Linked DNA regions of Mus musculus: all the other regions are linked to region 2. Evidence: chromatin contacts called from public Hi-C, HiChIP or PLAC-seq and promoter capture Hi-C data. All regions are on one chromosome and are shown on one strand. Each heading gives the region's core, a stretch centred on a gene start, on an enhancer-like site or on the middle of the called end of the contact. The rest is flanking DNA. Distances are from core to core; before and after follow the strand shown. Region 1 has its middle 40 kb from the start of Gm25562. Region 2 holds the start of Ddx10 (DEAD box helicase 10). Region 3 has its middle 3.7 kb from the start of Gm25562. Region 4 holds the start of Slc35f2 (solute carrier family 35, member F2). Region 5 holds the start of AI593442 (expressed sequence AI593442).

Region 1 (2,700 bases), core at 93-2,592, 920 kb after region 2:
CTTGAGTGCTCAGAAATTCAGGGTCCCAAGGAAAGTATTTTAAAGGTCTAGTTTATGAGTCTCTCCCAGAAGAGCAGTTCTCAGCCTGCTGTGTGCTGACATCAAAGTGTACACATGTGGATCTCTGTGTTGCCCATCTGCAGATTCCAAACAGCCATGCTGAAGACACCAGGTCACATGAGGCAGTAGTGGGGCTGATGAGTCACATGGTAGCTTTTTTTCTTTGCAGGGAGAGGGGGAGGGAAACCCCTTACTGTTTCCATAATGGTTTCATTGATCCATATTTCCACCAACCGTATGCAAACATCCTCTTCCTCCTACTCCTTCTCACCCTCCCCTTCTTTCTTTGCTATTGGGGTTCATTTAGAGTTCCCTCTATCTTTTGGGTATTAACTCCTTATCAGCTGTATAATATTTACAAGTATTTTCTCCCATTGTGATTACTGCTTCTTGATTCTCTTTCAGTACTTGTAGTCCCATGAAATCCTGTGTGTTCCTGTTTACACTTGTCCCTTTCCCTGTGAGTTCTGCTCTAAGAGCATTCCAATGCTCCCAGGAACCTTCATCTGATCATCTCACAGTCGAACGTCTGATGTGTGCGTTCAGTCATCTTGGAGTTGACTTCAGTCTGGTTTCATCCTCCATGCAGATTTCCAGTCTTCCCAGCACAGTTTATTGGAAAAGACTTTTGCAATGTGTGCTCTTAACTCCTTGTTTAAAACCAGCCACCTGTCACCTGTTCTCTTCTGGATTCACGCTTCCTCCCTCCTAAGAGAGCAATTGCCTTTATTTCACCACTAGATCTTGAGTAAGGATAGTGATCCCTCAGTCTGAGTCTCTTCCTTGGTTCCTTTAAGTGTGGCTTCCATCTCAATTTCTGTAAATATTGCTTTCCCAGAGATGCTGAGTGAAGTATAATTCTCAGGTCCCATGGCTTGTGCTGGATTCACATGGGCATTGATCTCCTTCAACACTGTGCACTGTTGGTAAACACTTCTTTCTTACATTTGCTTTCATGACCCTTATCTTTATCCTGTGGTTCCCCCTTCTCCTTGAGGTCACTGAGCACCAGTCCATAAGGATGAAGGGAGCAGAGTCAACAAACAGGGTTTCCCGTGGCCTTCAGCTAGCTGGTAAGTACAATGGAAATGACTGTTTTTAGGATCACCTCCAGAGAGGCAGCTCAACTTTAATCAGGGTGAATCAAGAGCTGTTTGTTGGGCCCTATTTGGCCTTGGTTTGGGCCTAACAATTTTCGAGACCTGTCATTCACTTGAGAATGACTCAGCACATCCTGAATAAGACTGCCTCTGCCTAGCTACCACTGATGTATCAATTTCTTATAGGCCCCATGAGATCATCCCACACCCATACGTCATCTCACCCCATACTTCTATCCCCACCTCCTTGCCCTGTCTATATAAGCAAATTGCTGCCACATTAAAGCAAGTTCCTGCTTAGACAAGACTCCCAACCTGGTGTTATTCTTTTGGGCTGTGGACATTCACCATCCTGCTCAGCCCCGACAGACCCGGCTGGACTGGGTTCTCTCCTCTTGCCTGAACCTGCTGGCAAAGAGCTGACAAAGGGCTATATAGTATTTGAGATTTCTAGGGTAGCTACCTATCATGGGCTACAGCTTAGGGTACCAGATAATGCCTCCTGTGCATGGAGGGGTATTCCAGGAATTCCAGGTGTTTGCTAGACAGGTTCATTGTTTTTTTTGGGGGGTGGGTACAGAGGGGAGCTGAATCTGTATTCTAAACTCAGGCTATATAACATTCCAAAGGTAGAGGCTGTGGGGGTTTTGAGCTCTCCAGACAAGGTCAGACAGAAAAGAAGCTCTGCTGGTAAAGGGAGCACTCCATTTTCAATAATAGAGTTCAACCTTAATTAGCTGGAACCAACATTGTCCCTTCTCTATCCTGTTATTCCATCTAATCCCTCCTTCTCTCCATTATTGCTACTCCTCCCCCTTCCTTCTCTTCTGCCTCCTCCTCTTCTATAATATATACCCAACCTACAATTCTTCCTTCTATTCCTTTTCTAACATATTTGCCCATAAGCTACATCTATTGACTCTCCCCATCTTGAGATGAATAACAAGTGATGGCCATGTCTGAGAACACTGGATAGAGATGATCCACACTGAGCTGCCATTTGTGCTTGCTTCTTCTTTTCTACTTTTATTTTTGCATCCAAATTATTTATTTTTAATTATACTTTATTTTTTTAAATAGTACACAGTACTATATATCATGGGGGGGTTGCAAAAAGTATTTTAGTAAATTATTCTTCCTTCTTATCTCCTTGACCCCTCTATTATAGTGTCCTCTTGTGTGTTTATCCTTTTTACCCCTTTAACAGAAAACAAAACCCTTTGCATTCCAAGCATTAAGAGATTCTCCGTCTTAACCATAGTGACAGGATGGATCATATGGGTAGATGTTAGATACAGCTCATCCGTTTAAACTGAAGAAAGCAAGTACAGAGCTCTCTATGAATGTCATTCTAAGGACACAGAAGGCGGTACTTGTCATAGCTTCTCCACGCCTGCCTTGCACTTTCCTGACAGTCTAACTCTAATACCTGCCACAGCAAGCATCTTCCCTGGTTTCCTTTACCAAGGAAATGATATCTACTTTAGATTCTATTCTTCTCTGACCAGGGCCATGGTTAAGGATCTTTTGCTGGATTTTC
Region 2 (2,700 bases), core at 85-2,584:
GACAGCTATACAGAGAAACCCTGTCTCGAAAAACAAAACAAAACAAAACAAAAAAAGTGTAGTGATGGAAAATATGAAAAAAAATCTTGGTTTAACTTATAGCTATAGTCATAGTCGTGGAAATAAACATTTACTTAACTTAAAAATCATTATAGCTGGGCAGTGGTGGCACACGCCTTTAATCCCAGCACTTGGGAGGCAGAGGTAGGTGGATTTCTGAGTTCGAGGCCAGCCTGGTCTACAGAGTGAGTTCCAGAACAGCCAGTGCTACACAGAGAAACCCTGTCTTGAAAAAAAAAATCACTATAAAATATACAATGTGAATATTCAGTTAAGGCCACCCAGTTGTTAAAACTGAGAGTAAATGTGATGGTTTGAATAAGAATGATTTCCATAGGCTCATATATTTGGAGTCACAGTTTCAAAACTTTGGAGTTTCAAAAGTCCATGCCAGGCACAGTGTCGCTGTTCATGCGTGCGTACGTGCGTGTGCGTGCGCACGCAGGTGTGTGTGTGTGTGTCTGTGTGTCTGTGTCCTGCCTATGGATCAGGATGCAGCTCTTAGGTACTGCTCCAGTGCCCACCTGGATGCTGGCATGCCTTCCCTGTCATGATGATAATGGACTAAACCTGTGAAACTGTAAGCCAGCCCAGTTAAATGATGCTTCTTTCTATAAAAGTTGCCTTGGTCATGGTGTCTCTTCACAGTAATAGTTCAGTGACTAACACAGTAATCATCTCAGGGTTTGGTTTTTGTTTTGTTTTGTTTTGTTTGTTTTTGACACTTTGTAAGATAAATGGTGATTGATGTTTAGGATGCTCTCCAGAGGCATCTTTACGATGTCTATGTGTAAGTGTATTTTTCTGTATTATGTAACTTTTTGTTAATTGAAAAGTTTGCTTTAAAGCATTTTGAGTCAACACGGTGGCATTTAACTGAAATTAGAGTATTCAGGAGGCAGGTGAATTCTTATAAATTTGAGGCCAGTCTGATCTACAAAGTAACTACGACCTACATACTCTATAACGTATAGCAGTGTACTCGCGAATGTTGGGCACACTTGAATCCAGAGTAAATGAAAAGCAGTACTTTACGCTGAGTATGACTTCACCATACTAGCAATAAGCAGTGTACTTGCGCTGTTTCCGGAAGCCCCAAGCACTCTCGGAAGCAGTGGAGCACGCCCAGTTCCTCCGTGCACGCTTTCCCCTGGCGTCTTAAGATCGCCCCGCCCAGCGGAAGCCAAATCACCAATCATCGTCCGCGCATTGCCTGTCGTCATTAATGTGTGCCCACTCTCCCCAGCTTGGGGGCGGGTTCCCGGACTTGCGCGTGCGCCCCTGCGCCTTCTCCACACGCTGGTTTCGCGTCTTCCGTGCTGTGCCTTGAGGAGCGAGGAGGCTCCCGTGTAGCGGCGTCGTGGGTCCTGGCAGCCCCCGCCATGGGCAAAACGGTTGCTTCTCTGGGTCAGGGAACCCGACCCGACCCGGTGCGGAGCTTTAATCGCTGGAAGAAAAAACACAGCCACAGGCAGCACCAAAAGAAGGAGCGGAGGAAGCAGCTAAAGAAGCCGGAATGGCAGGTCGAGCGCGAGGGGATCAGCCGCCTCATGCAAAACTACGAGAAGGTGAGGTGGGCTCGGGGCACGTTCGGCGGGGCTCTGGGGAGCGAGGGTGGGTGCAGCCCGGAGGTGTTGCCGCTGTGGTGGACTTAGGGTCAGGGTGGTGTGGGAAAGGGGCGGACCCGGCCAACGGGGCCTCACTAGTGGTCTGTTGGGTGTCGCTACCCAGGTCTGACTCTTCTACTTTCCGCAGTGCTGGGAAAAGTGATAGAAATGCGGTGACACTCCGGGTAGGGACATGTGGTGCAGCAGTGGTGACAGAACAGAGAGGCAATAGTGACCGCTGTGGAAAGAACCTAGCGGATGGAGTGAGAGCCTTCAGTAGAGTGCTAGCCCAACACGCAGGAAGTCCTGGGTTCAATCCCCAGCTCCACATAAACCGGGCACATATTGAGCACTAAGGAGGTGGAGGCAGGGGGATCAGAGGTGCAAAGTCATCCAAGGCTTTATAGCAAGTTCGAGGTCAGTCAGTGATACGTGAAACTTGGTCTCAAAAATGAAATAAATAAGCTAAAATCTGGAGTGATGTAAGAAAACGCTGTTGTTCGTGGGAAATGTTTAAAATAATAGAAATATCTTTAAGTACTCTCCATGTTTTATATTCTTTGCCCCTATCTTGAGGTGTGGATGGATCCTAGTAGTCCATTTAACGGATAAGAACTGTAGAGTTTGGAGAGGATAAGAAACTGGCCCTAATTTCCCACATCTAGTAGTGTGGAATTGGAACCTAGACCTGTGTCTGTTTCCACAGCTCTCGATCTTTAAGTTGGGAATTGGCTCTGTCCCTTAGCATCATCTTTTGTTCTTTGTCTCATTGTCTTCATGGTTTTCACCAAGAATCAGTGGAAAGACAATGGAATGTGTTTGCCTCTTCCTGACATCAGCATCTTGTAGCCAGTGTTCCTAGATGAGTAGTCTCATAGTTAACACTTAGACAAGCTGGCGTGTTTTCCTGCCCTAGGTGTCTGCCCCTTAGGAATGTTACTTCTATCCATCCTCTTAAAACCCATATTTTCCAGCATTCATCTACCTTTCTCACCTTTCCAGTGAATGCCACCTTTCTAGTTTGGGATTTAAT
Region 3 (2,700 bases), core at 55-2,554, 960 kb after region 2:
AAGGGGACTACGGCATGCTTGTCTCTCTGTCGCTCAGTTGTAATGTAGTTAGAGATCACCACAGAGCTGCTACCATGTGCAGCGCCTCATCCACACAGCACAGCTGAGGTTCATCTCTTCAGAGACTAACTCCAAGACTAGGGGCCCAAATCAGCTTCTCTAAGTTTAGTGTCTCAAATCAAGCTTCACTGTGCAGGTAACCCCTGGGCAACTCTACTGAACTCAGCACATCAGCTAAGGTCATCCCACAATCTGGGCTTGTTTGTTTTTTGGTTTTTGTTTTGTTGTTGTTGTTGTTGTTGTTGTTGTTGTTGTTTTGGTTAGACTTGGTTTGTTACAGTGGTTCCTTCTCTTTTCTTTTCATACCGTTTCTTTTCAAAACCATAGGTGTTTCATGCATTCTTTATAGTATAGAATTCTAAAAATATTTTTGGAAAAGACTGTTTTTAAGTCACCTTAAAGCAATTTGAATTGTAAACTGCGGTTTACCTCCGCCCCTACCTACAGGCTAGGGAAACTCCTTTTTATCTCACCTTCTCCACACACTGCTCCACAGTCTCTAAGGAACATCTTTACCTGACAGAGAGAATTGCAGAAAGTCAGAGCTGTAGTTCCCTGAAGAGATGGTAATCTGCATAACTTTTCCAGCAAAGGAGAAATAGCAAAAGAACAACCTAAAGATAAGGACAAATGTTTGGTGTGAGGGAGCCGTTGTGAAATGGGACGCTGAGGGCTGGTGGACAGAATGTTACTGGCTCTTCCTGACCCAGAACAATCCAGAAATGAGTAGCCTGACTCTGTTGAGCAAACTTCCCTAAACAACTTTCACTTCTCCTCAGAGCTGGAAATGTAACGGCTTCAACTCCACATTAGGAGATCCAGAGAGTCTGATGCAGTTCTAGTGGGAAATATCTCATCCCGCAGAAAAGACGCAGGTTGCTAGGAGATGGCACATCTTGATGGAAGCTCAGCTCGAGACTGTTCTTAATGAGTCTATGATGCATTGAGCTCAGAAGAACCAGGGAGCTTTACAGTACAGAAGATCAAGAGAATGGAAAAGGAGATGGGGACAGCCAAAGTAAAGAAACAGACGTTCCACCACAAGGTATCTGAATGGCTCTTTACCCAGGTCCCTTCGAAGAGCCGTGGAAGTGGACCTGTTCCTTCGGTTCTGAAGACACCTTATGAACACTTATGAATGTTGTTACCAAGTTTACCTGAAAACTTTACTGAAACCCTGTTTCTTTCTAACTTTCTTCATTCTAACTTTTCTTCATTCGGCAAGGCAAACTCTGACCACTAGATGGCACTGCTCCACAGATTTGTAATGAAATGGCTTCAGGCTCCCACACTTGTATTTATGACTACAAAAGTGTGGTTTTGCACCTTTTCTCTTAGAAGCATTGATCGATCGTCAGCCCAATAATCTTGCCTTCGTAGCCTGCTTTGTGTACTCTACTGGCTTTGAAGCTGTGAAGTTGGAAAGAGTTCTGTGCGCGGAAATGTGTCTCTCCGAGATACATTTACAACAGTCGCGCCTACCAGGCTGCAGAGATTACCTCTAGCAGTGGGGACCTGAATCCTCCCTCGTAGTTCCTGCAAACAGGTCAGAAGTACGGCCCTCTTCTTTCCTCCAAGGGGAAGGGGTGAGGGGATGCATTTCCAAAATATTCATTGGATGTTAGTTTACAGAAACACGGAAGCCCAGTACCTTAAATTTTGTACTGGCTAAGATTTGTATCTCAATAATGTGTCAAGCTGGACAAAACGTGTCATATTGGCACCCACAATAAATAAAGAAAAGAAAAAAATAAGAAAAATTTTTGGAAAATAAAATGAAAAATTTCTGTTTCTGTGAGCACTTAGGTATTTCAAGAAAACGTGATTTCTTTAGTTATCTAAAGCTCCCTGAACAAATAAAAGTACAAAACCAAATCAGAGGAAAGGGGAGAAAGCGAGCTATCTACAGGTCATGAGACAGGAGGGACAGGAGGAGTACTACACTCCGCTGCAAGTTTTAAGGTAACAAATCCTTGCGGGGCAGTGGTGGTGCACGCCTTTAAGCCCAGCACTTGGGAGGCAGAGGCAGGTGGATTTCTGAGTTCGAGGTCAGCCTGGTCTACAAAGTGAGTTCCAGGACAGCCAGGGATATACAGAGATATATTTATTTAAAATATATATATATATATTTGTGTGTATTGTAGATTCAAATCCAGCTGTAAGAAATGATGCTGAGGTCCCTTGTATTCTGCCTACCGGATTCTCTAATACTCGTACCCGGCAAAAAAAAATCCTTAATAAATATCAAATAAATATTTCCATGTTCAGTGTTGGTTATTCGGGTCACTTAAGAGGCAAGGAAGGCTTTCCCTGCTGTGAACTCCCTTTGTAAACTTTATAAACTTTGCAAACTTTGTAAAGCTTCAAGGCAGGAAATGGGGGAGAAGGCTGAGGAAATCCAGCAGCCAAGCCCCTCCCCCAGACCTCCCTGTCAATAACTGTCACAAAGATCCCACCCCCACCAGAACCCCTAAATAAGGGCTGTGCTTTGTCTAATTCCCTGCGCTATCTGTTCCCTCCCAGGAGCATAACCAGCCACTCCTGGATTTGTCCCTCCTCTCCCTGAACTCTCCAATCAATCTCTTTTTATGAGATTGGCTGCCTGGTGTGACTATCTTATCAGAAGAAGCCAAGAAGCAA
Region 4 (2,700 bases), core at 108-2,607, 520 kb before region 2:
AAAACTATGCTTATTTATGACAAAAAAATGCATGTATACACATTTATTGATCAGCTCTGAAGGTGAGATGCCTTTTCAAGGACATAGCTTTCAAAATCTTTCAATTGAAATTCGTTGCCCAGGTGGGTAGTGGCACATGCCTGTAATCCTGCCATTCTCATTATCCCCAAGTAAACTGCTTAGCCTTGTGTTTCCTCACCTGGAAAGTGGGTCTAACAATAGCGCCATATCCTAAAGCAAAGGAGATGCGGTGCTATTGTCTACATAAATGGCTAAGCGCAGTGCCTGGCACGGAGTAAATGTTCAGTAAATGGATTTCATTATTTGGATGTTAGCCTCTAGTGTCTTCAGAACGCAAGTCGTCCAGTGACCACAGAAAGCTTTCCCCAGAGTCGCTGCCAACTCTTTGAGAACATCTCTACCTAAAGGCTCACCAGAGCACAGTGACATCAGCCACCTGCTTCCCTGGACCGCAGCTCCGGAGGTGGCCATGTCGCCTCGCTCAGGCCCCAAAACAGGGCAGACGTTGTCTCCGGTTTGCAACAGCACAAAACTTAACCCAGCTTTCTCACTTGAGTGAACTCCAGTTGGAGGTGATCACCAGGCTAGGTGGGCACGGATCCCGATCTGAAGGAATGCGGGCACCGAGCCAGGAAGGGCAACACTTCCACCTGCCAAGCGCCAGGTTGGGCAGCGCTCCTCCACAGCATCTACGGTGGCTCCCACCCTGTCACAGGGAAATAGGGGAACCTATCTCAAAATGCCAATCGGATGAATTCCCCGCGTATCCTCCGAAAAGCCAGCGTCGCCACCGTTTCGAAGGAGCGTGGGGGGAGCACCCAGATGAAACGCGACCTCCTGGGTGGTTTGGGAGCTCAAGGAGCCGAAGTCGAGGCACCGCCACCTCCATTCCCAGCTCCAGACACGTGCGCGCGGGTCGCCAGCCGGTTCTGCCTGTGTCCCCGCCACCCAGGCCCGCCCAGCGCGCTGCACTCACCAGGTGAAGAGTTTGCGTCGGATCCTGCTCAGCTGGCTGCCGATACTGTCCACCGTACCCAGCGCCCGGGGCTCGCTGGCCCCCGCACTCGCCGGCGACTCAGCCTCCATGGGGTCTCTTCGAGCCTCGCGTGCCCGGAACCCCGAGAAGTGCTCGGGCCCGGAAGACAGGAGGCGGTGCCTGTGAGTACGGCGCGGACTCGGCTCGCGCCCTGCCTTGCTCTCCTGCTGCGCTCTCTAGTACGCTCGCCCGCGTCCCGATACTCCTCCGCCCTGCTCGTGCGACAAATCATTAACTGTCAGGCCCTAAGGGCCAGACAATGCTTTTGCAGATCGCCACCTGGCACCTTTGGGAAGCTGGAGGAGAAAGGGCGGTTTGTTTTCTAGTGTCAGAGCTGAGTAGGACATAATGTAAATTTAAGATGAGAGGGTTGGGCTTCTTCCTCCCCCACCTCCATGTGGGTGGAGTTGATTTGGTTAGTTTCTTTGACCTAAGGTCTCACTCAGTAGCCGGGTCTATCCTGGAACTCAGGATATTGCCTAGGCATACTGCAAATTCTCAGCAGAACTCCTGCCTCAGCTTCAAGAGACCTGGGATTTACAGGTCTACGCTACCACGCCCGATGCATTTCAGGATTTCAAGGTTCCTTGTTTGAAATCAGCAAACTATAGGTAATCTGATAAGAGGTGATCTTGGCTGGTTCCCAGGATGCCTGTACAGGCAGCGAGCTGGTGCCCTCCTGAACTTTGCTAACTGGAAGAACCCACTGACCCCGCCTCTGTGTCCAGGTCTCCCTCCTTTTCCCCTAAAAGAACTGAAGACAAGCTGTGGTTTCTTTTCCTTTCAAAAGAACGATCAGAGTGGTGTGTCTTTGTGGCGCGAACTAGGCAAATCATCCCTCGCAGACCTGTTGGGTTGCCTTGTCACCTATCCTGGCCTTGACCCGGGCCACGCCTTCTGATGCTTGGATGGACCTACAAGGAACAAGAGGGAATAAAAAGTGGGATGGGGAAGTCCCTGGTTCTTGCTGACAGAAGCAAGTCTGTAGTGCCAATTAAGCATTTTTTTTTCCTGAAGGAGACCAAGCAGACAAAAGAACTGCTCCCCACCTCCTCACCCCGACCCCCCAATCTCCTCCTTTAGTGGATAAAGGGACACTGTAAACGGTAAATTCTAGAAGACTGTGTGTGGATGCAGAAGAGCAGGTGGTTTTGTAGAAGACACTAAGAAAAACCAGGTTTTTAACTAGCTGGTAGCTCACGCCTTTCCTCACAGCTCCTAGGAGGCTGAAGCACCATTGCCTTAAGCTCGAGGCTAGCCTAGAGTAGTCTGAGTTCTCGGTTAGCCTGAGCTAAAATGAGATCCTGCTTCAAAAAACACACGAGGTAGGGGTAGGAGTGTGTGGCTCAGCCCGTAAAGGTACCCGATGCCAGGGTTCGGTTCCTGGAACCCACATGGTGTAGGCCAAGAAACAGATCTCTACCAAGCTAAACTCTACATTTAGGCAATGGCACACACAAACACACAATCAATCAAATCGCTATTTAAAAAGCGTTTATAAAAGGGGGAATAGGTTTTGGAAAATGTAGCTAAGTAAGCCTTAAGTTTGCCAACTACAAGCGCTGTAAAGTTTAAGTATAATTATTTTCTGTTTATTTTTGTCTTTTTTAGACAAAACCTCACTCCATAGACAAAGCTGACTG
Region 5 (2,700 bases), core at 4-2,503, 570 kb after region 2:
TGACCTCACTTCCTGACTGTAGCTGATAGGAGTGAGTAAGTGGCAGCTAGTATTCCCCTTAGCTTTCCTTCATGATGTATAGCATGAAGAGGAGGCAGGAACACACACTCCACGACTGACCAACTCGGTGAGAAAATGTTGCACACTTTCTAGACTCAAAGACAGGAGGTAAACAAGACAGGAGAGAAGAAAGAAAAAAGCAAAACAAAACACGGTTTTAATAAGTTATCTCAGTGCCCTAAAGACCATACTCTGTTTAGTTAGTGTTCCAAGCAAGCGTTCCCAATCACTCACATAAAGCAAAGCATACTCTATTTTGAAGATGGTTACTATAATAGAATACACTATTTCTGTTTCTGAAAGGATCCCAAACTAGTCGTTCACTGGTCTCTATAAGATTTTTTTGCAGGCTGCTAAGAGCCTTTTTAGGAGATGTAAACATTTAACTGAAAAAGCAAATGTATCAAGAATCAAGCACGTTGACAAAAAATTAGAATCAACGAAGGGACATTTTTTTAGCAGTACACACAATGTTGAGAATTTTTACGGGTCATTGGTTCCTGCACTTCTCTTTGTAATTTCCCCTTCCCACCCTTCAAGCCCATGTATGCTTTGTGTCTTCAGAATGTGGGATCCTCGAAAAAAAAAGGGGTGTTCAATACACCGAATGGATCCTGGGCCTGAAGATGAGCGTGCGGGGGAAGAAATCAAAAAGCAGATGGGATGACATACTTTGGAGACTGGTGGAGAGATGCAGTCTTTGATGCATATTTAGGTTCCTGATTCTGATTCTGTCACAGTTGTGTTGACAAATGTCCTTGCCATCTCCCTAGTATAAGCAGTTTATGCTTAGAACCAGAGGCAGAAAAATAGGATTGGGGAGTAGCAGGGACTCTGATCAGTCAACAGGAAAAAAAAGTGTACCCCCAGGGGAGAAGATTCTCCTGGAGCAAAACTGTACCTGGAGACCGGTTGAGGTTGAAGCATAGAGCAATGGAAGAACTGAAGCCTGCTTCTTCCTAGGCAAAGGAGTGCTTGTGCTGAATGAAGGTGGGTTGCTGGCAGGGTGGAGGTGGGGATGGGGGTGGGTTTGCTCCTCCCAGCCCCAAAGCTGGGGAACAGCAGGAAACTGGGAATGGTGTTGGAGAGGCTGTTATGCCAGGACAAGGTGTTGGGTATGAGGGTGGGTGGGGGCCTGAGGGGTGGCTTGGAGCCCTGGCGGTGGCTGCCTGACGTCACCGGCCTCTCTGGCAATAGGCTAAGAGCTGAGCTCCCCATAGCAGCAGCAGCAGCAGCAGCAAAGGCAGCGGCGGCGGCGGCGGCGGCGGCGGTGGCGGCGGCGAGGGTGGCAGCAGCAGCGCGGCTCTGTCTCTGGTCCCAGCGCTCCGTGCCTTCTGCAGCCGCCACTGCAGCCAAGGGCTCCTTCTCTGCAACTGGCTGGTCCTTCCAGGTAAGAGACAGTGGTCAGGATGAAGGCTTCCATGGCCAGGGGCCCCAGTGGCAGGATGAGGGCGGGTAAGACCACTCCCGCGGCCTGCGCAGGCACCTCTGGACAGAGCTTCAGCCCCCGCCCCTTCCCTGGTGGAGGCTAGCGCTTTGCCTTGCTGCTCCGCAGTGCAACAGTTTGCACCTGCCTTTTGGGAGAGGCAAGGGAGCTGTGCTGCCTGCCGCGGGTCCTCCGGCTTGGTCCTCTGCCACAGCCTCTGGGCCCTGGGGCCAGGGCCCGGGGAAGGCTGGAGACAAGGTCGGTTCCCCAAACTTTGCAAGCGGGAACCCTTCCCCTTTCAGTTCCTGCTCTGGAAGAAAGAAAAAGGATTTTGGATACTGTCAAGTGGGAGGCTCAGGGAGATGAGGGGTGGGGGGCGCTTGGGAGGATGTGCCTCCGCTGAGAAGGGTGTTTCAGCTGCTTTTGATAGGGAGAAAGGGGGAGGAAGGTAGCAAGGAAGAAGGCTGGAGAAAGGTCGAGTATGATCCTGTGTGCCAGATCCAGCGGGTCAGCTGCGGCTAGGGACAGAGGCAGTGGGGTGTATCCCCTTGGGACGGGGACCTTGGGGGTCTGAACGTCCAGGCTGGAAGTGTTTGGAGAGGGAGGGATGGGGAAGGAGGACTGCGTACAGGGAGCCTGCTTGGAGTGCGTGCTGGCGAGATTGGATCCTGAGAGGAGGTCCACAGGACACAGAGAAGAGGGCAGTTGGCTTTCTGGGAAGTAGAGAAAGCCGCTGTGGCGGCCGCTGTTGGTGGCAATTAGAAAGTTGTGCAGGGGGCAGGGCAGCTGCCTTCTCTGCTGAGTAACCAGTGTCTCCGCGGTGCGGTACGGACGCCAGACCCCATCTGAGCCAGCGGAGCATCTAGCGCGGCTCTCCTGGGCTGCCAGGAGCGGTAGGGTTGGGTTGGTGGGTTGTGGAGATGACAGAGTCCATTTGAGGGCCGCTTGACAGTGGTGTCAGATCCCTCTCTTTCTCTGCACTCGCCTTGGCTGTGGCCGGGACCCTAACTAATCCTGTTTTCTTTGCAGCACTGTGCCTGGGGAAAGGAAACAGGATCAAAGAAGACCAGAGACACTCTCCCTGGGGCCACTAGCTCTGGCCCGCTTGCTTGGCGGCAGTTGCTCCCTCAGTCTTTGGCTGGAGAGCTCACTCCCTCCAGCGCTAAAGAGCAGTTGGGGTGGTGTGGGTTCCTGTCCACGTCTTGGCTGGTGGG

What was found. Promoter capture Hi-C pulls out the DNA fragments that hold promoters and counts their contacts. A called contact is a pair of places that touch in the nucleus more often than the background predicts. HiChIP or PLAC-seq counts read pairs in DNA pulled down with a chosen protein or histone mark.
Region 1: a promoter capture Hi-C map of the HPC-7 cell line shows a contact between it and region 2, with 6 times the contacts expected there. The contact joins the enhancer-like site here to the promoter of Ddx10 in region 2. A contact is called at or near these places in 6 of 39 promoter capture datasets (the 3T3-L1 cell line, the HPC-7 cell line, cranial neural crest and 2 more), 1 of 484 Hi-C or Micro-C datasets (the Ba/F3 cell line) and 6 of 115 datasets of contacts at active chromatin or transcription factors (embryonic basal ganglia, embryonic limb bud, embryonic midbrain and 3 more).
Region 3: a contact with region 2 is called in a Hi-C map of B cells, with 11 read pairs. The contact joins the enhancer-like site here to the promoter of Ddx10 in region 2. A contact is called at or near these places in 8 of 39 promoter capture datasets (3T3-L1-derived adipocytes, cranial neural crest, embryonic stem cells and 5 more), 4 of 484 Hi-C or Micro-C datasets (B cells, the HL-1 cell line, cortical neurons and 1 more) and 11 of 115 datasets of contacts at active chromatin or transcription factors (acute myeloid leukemia, astrocytes, bone marrow-derived macrophages and 8 more).
Region 4: a contact with region 2 is called in an H3K4me3 HiChIP or PLAC-seq map of pro-B cells, with 2.9 times the contacts expected there. The contact joins the promoter of Slc35f2 here to the promoter of Ddx10 in region 2. A contact is called at or near these places in 1 of 39 promoter capture datasets (erythroid cells) and 2 of 115 datasets of contacts at active chromatin or transcription factors (memory CD8 T cells and pro-B cells).
Region 5: an H3K4me3 HiChIP or PLAC-seq map of forebrain shows a contact between it and region 2, with 5 times the contacts expected there. The contact joins the promoter of AI593442 here to the promoter of Ddx10 in region 2. A contact is called at or near these places in 3 of 115 datasets of contacts at active chromatin or transcription factors (SST interneurons, astrocytes and forebrain).

Annotation. Positions count from the first base shown.
Region 1 is chr9:52,329,458-52,332,157 of GRCm38.p6, reverse strand. No RefSeq gene overlaps it. Among named protein-coding and RNA genes, the nearest start is that of Gm25562, 40 kb to the right of the region's middle. Within about 2 kb of position 1,342, at least 8 of the 459 cell types and tissues checked have an H3K27ac peak or open chromatin away from gene starts, as enhancers often do. A contact at or near this core is called in the HPC-7 cell line, where this site is marked.
Region 2 is chr9:53,246,746-53,249,445 of GRCm38.p6, reverse strand. It overlaps Ddx10 (DEAD box helicase 10), which reads left to right and starts at 1,334. Exons shown (of 18, transcript NM_029936.2): 1 at 1,334-1,628. The coding sequence starts at 1,443.
Region 3 is chr9:52,286,160-52,288,859 of GRCm38.p6, reverse strand. No RefSeq gene overlaps it. Among named protein-coding and RNA genes, the nearest start is that of Gm25562, 3.7 kb to the left of the region's middle. Within about 2 kb of position 1,304, at least 26 of the 459 cell types and tissues checked have an H3K27ac peak or open chromatin away from gene starts, as enhancers often do. A contact at or near this core is called in B cells, bone marrow-derived macrophages and forebrain, where this site is marked.
Region 4 is chr9:53,770,192-53,772,891 of GRCm38.p6, reverse strand. It overlaps Slc35f2 (solute carrier family 35, member F2), which reads right to left and starts at 1,357. Exons shown (of 8, transcript NM_028060.3): 1 at 998-1,357. The coding sequence starts at 1,107.
Region 5 is chr9:52,678,333-52,681,032 of GRCm38.p6, reverse strand. AI593442 (expressed sequence AI593442) reads left to right here and starts at 1,253. Exons shown (of 2, transcript NM_001286641.1): 1 at 1,253-1,450; 2 at 2,516-2,700. Gm1715 (predicted gene 1715) reads right to left here and starts at 1,170. Exons shown (of 5, transcript NR_045333.1): 1 at 962-1,170.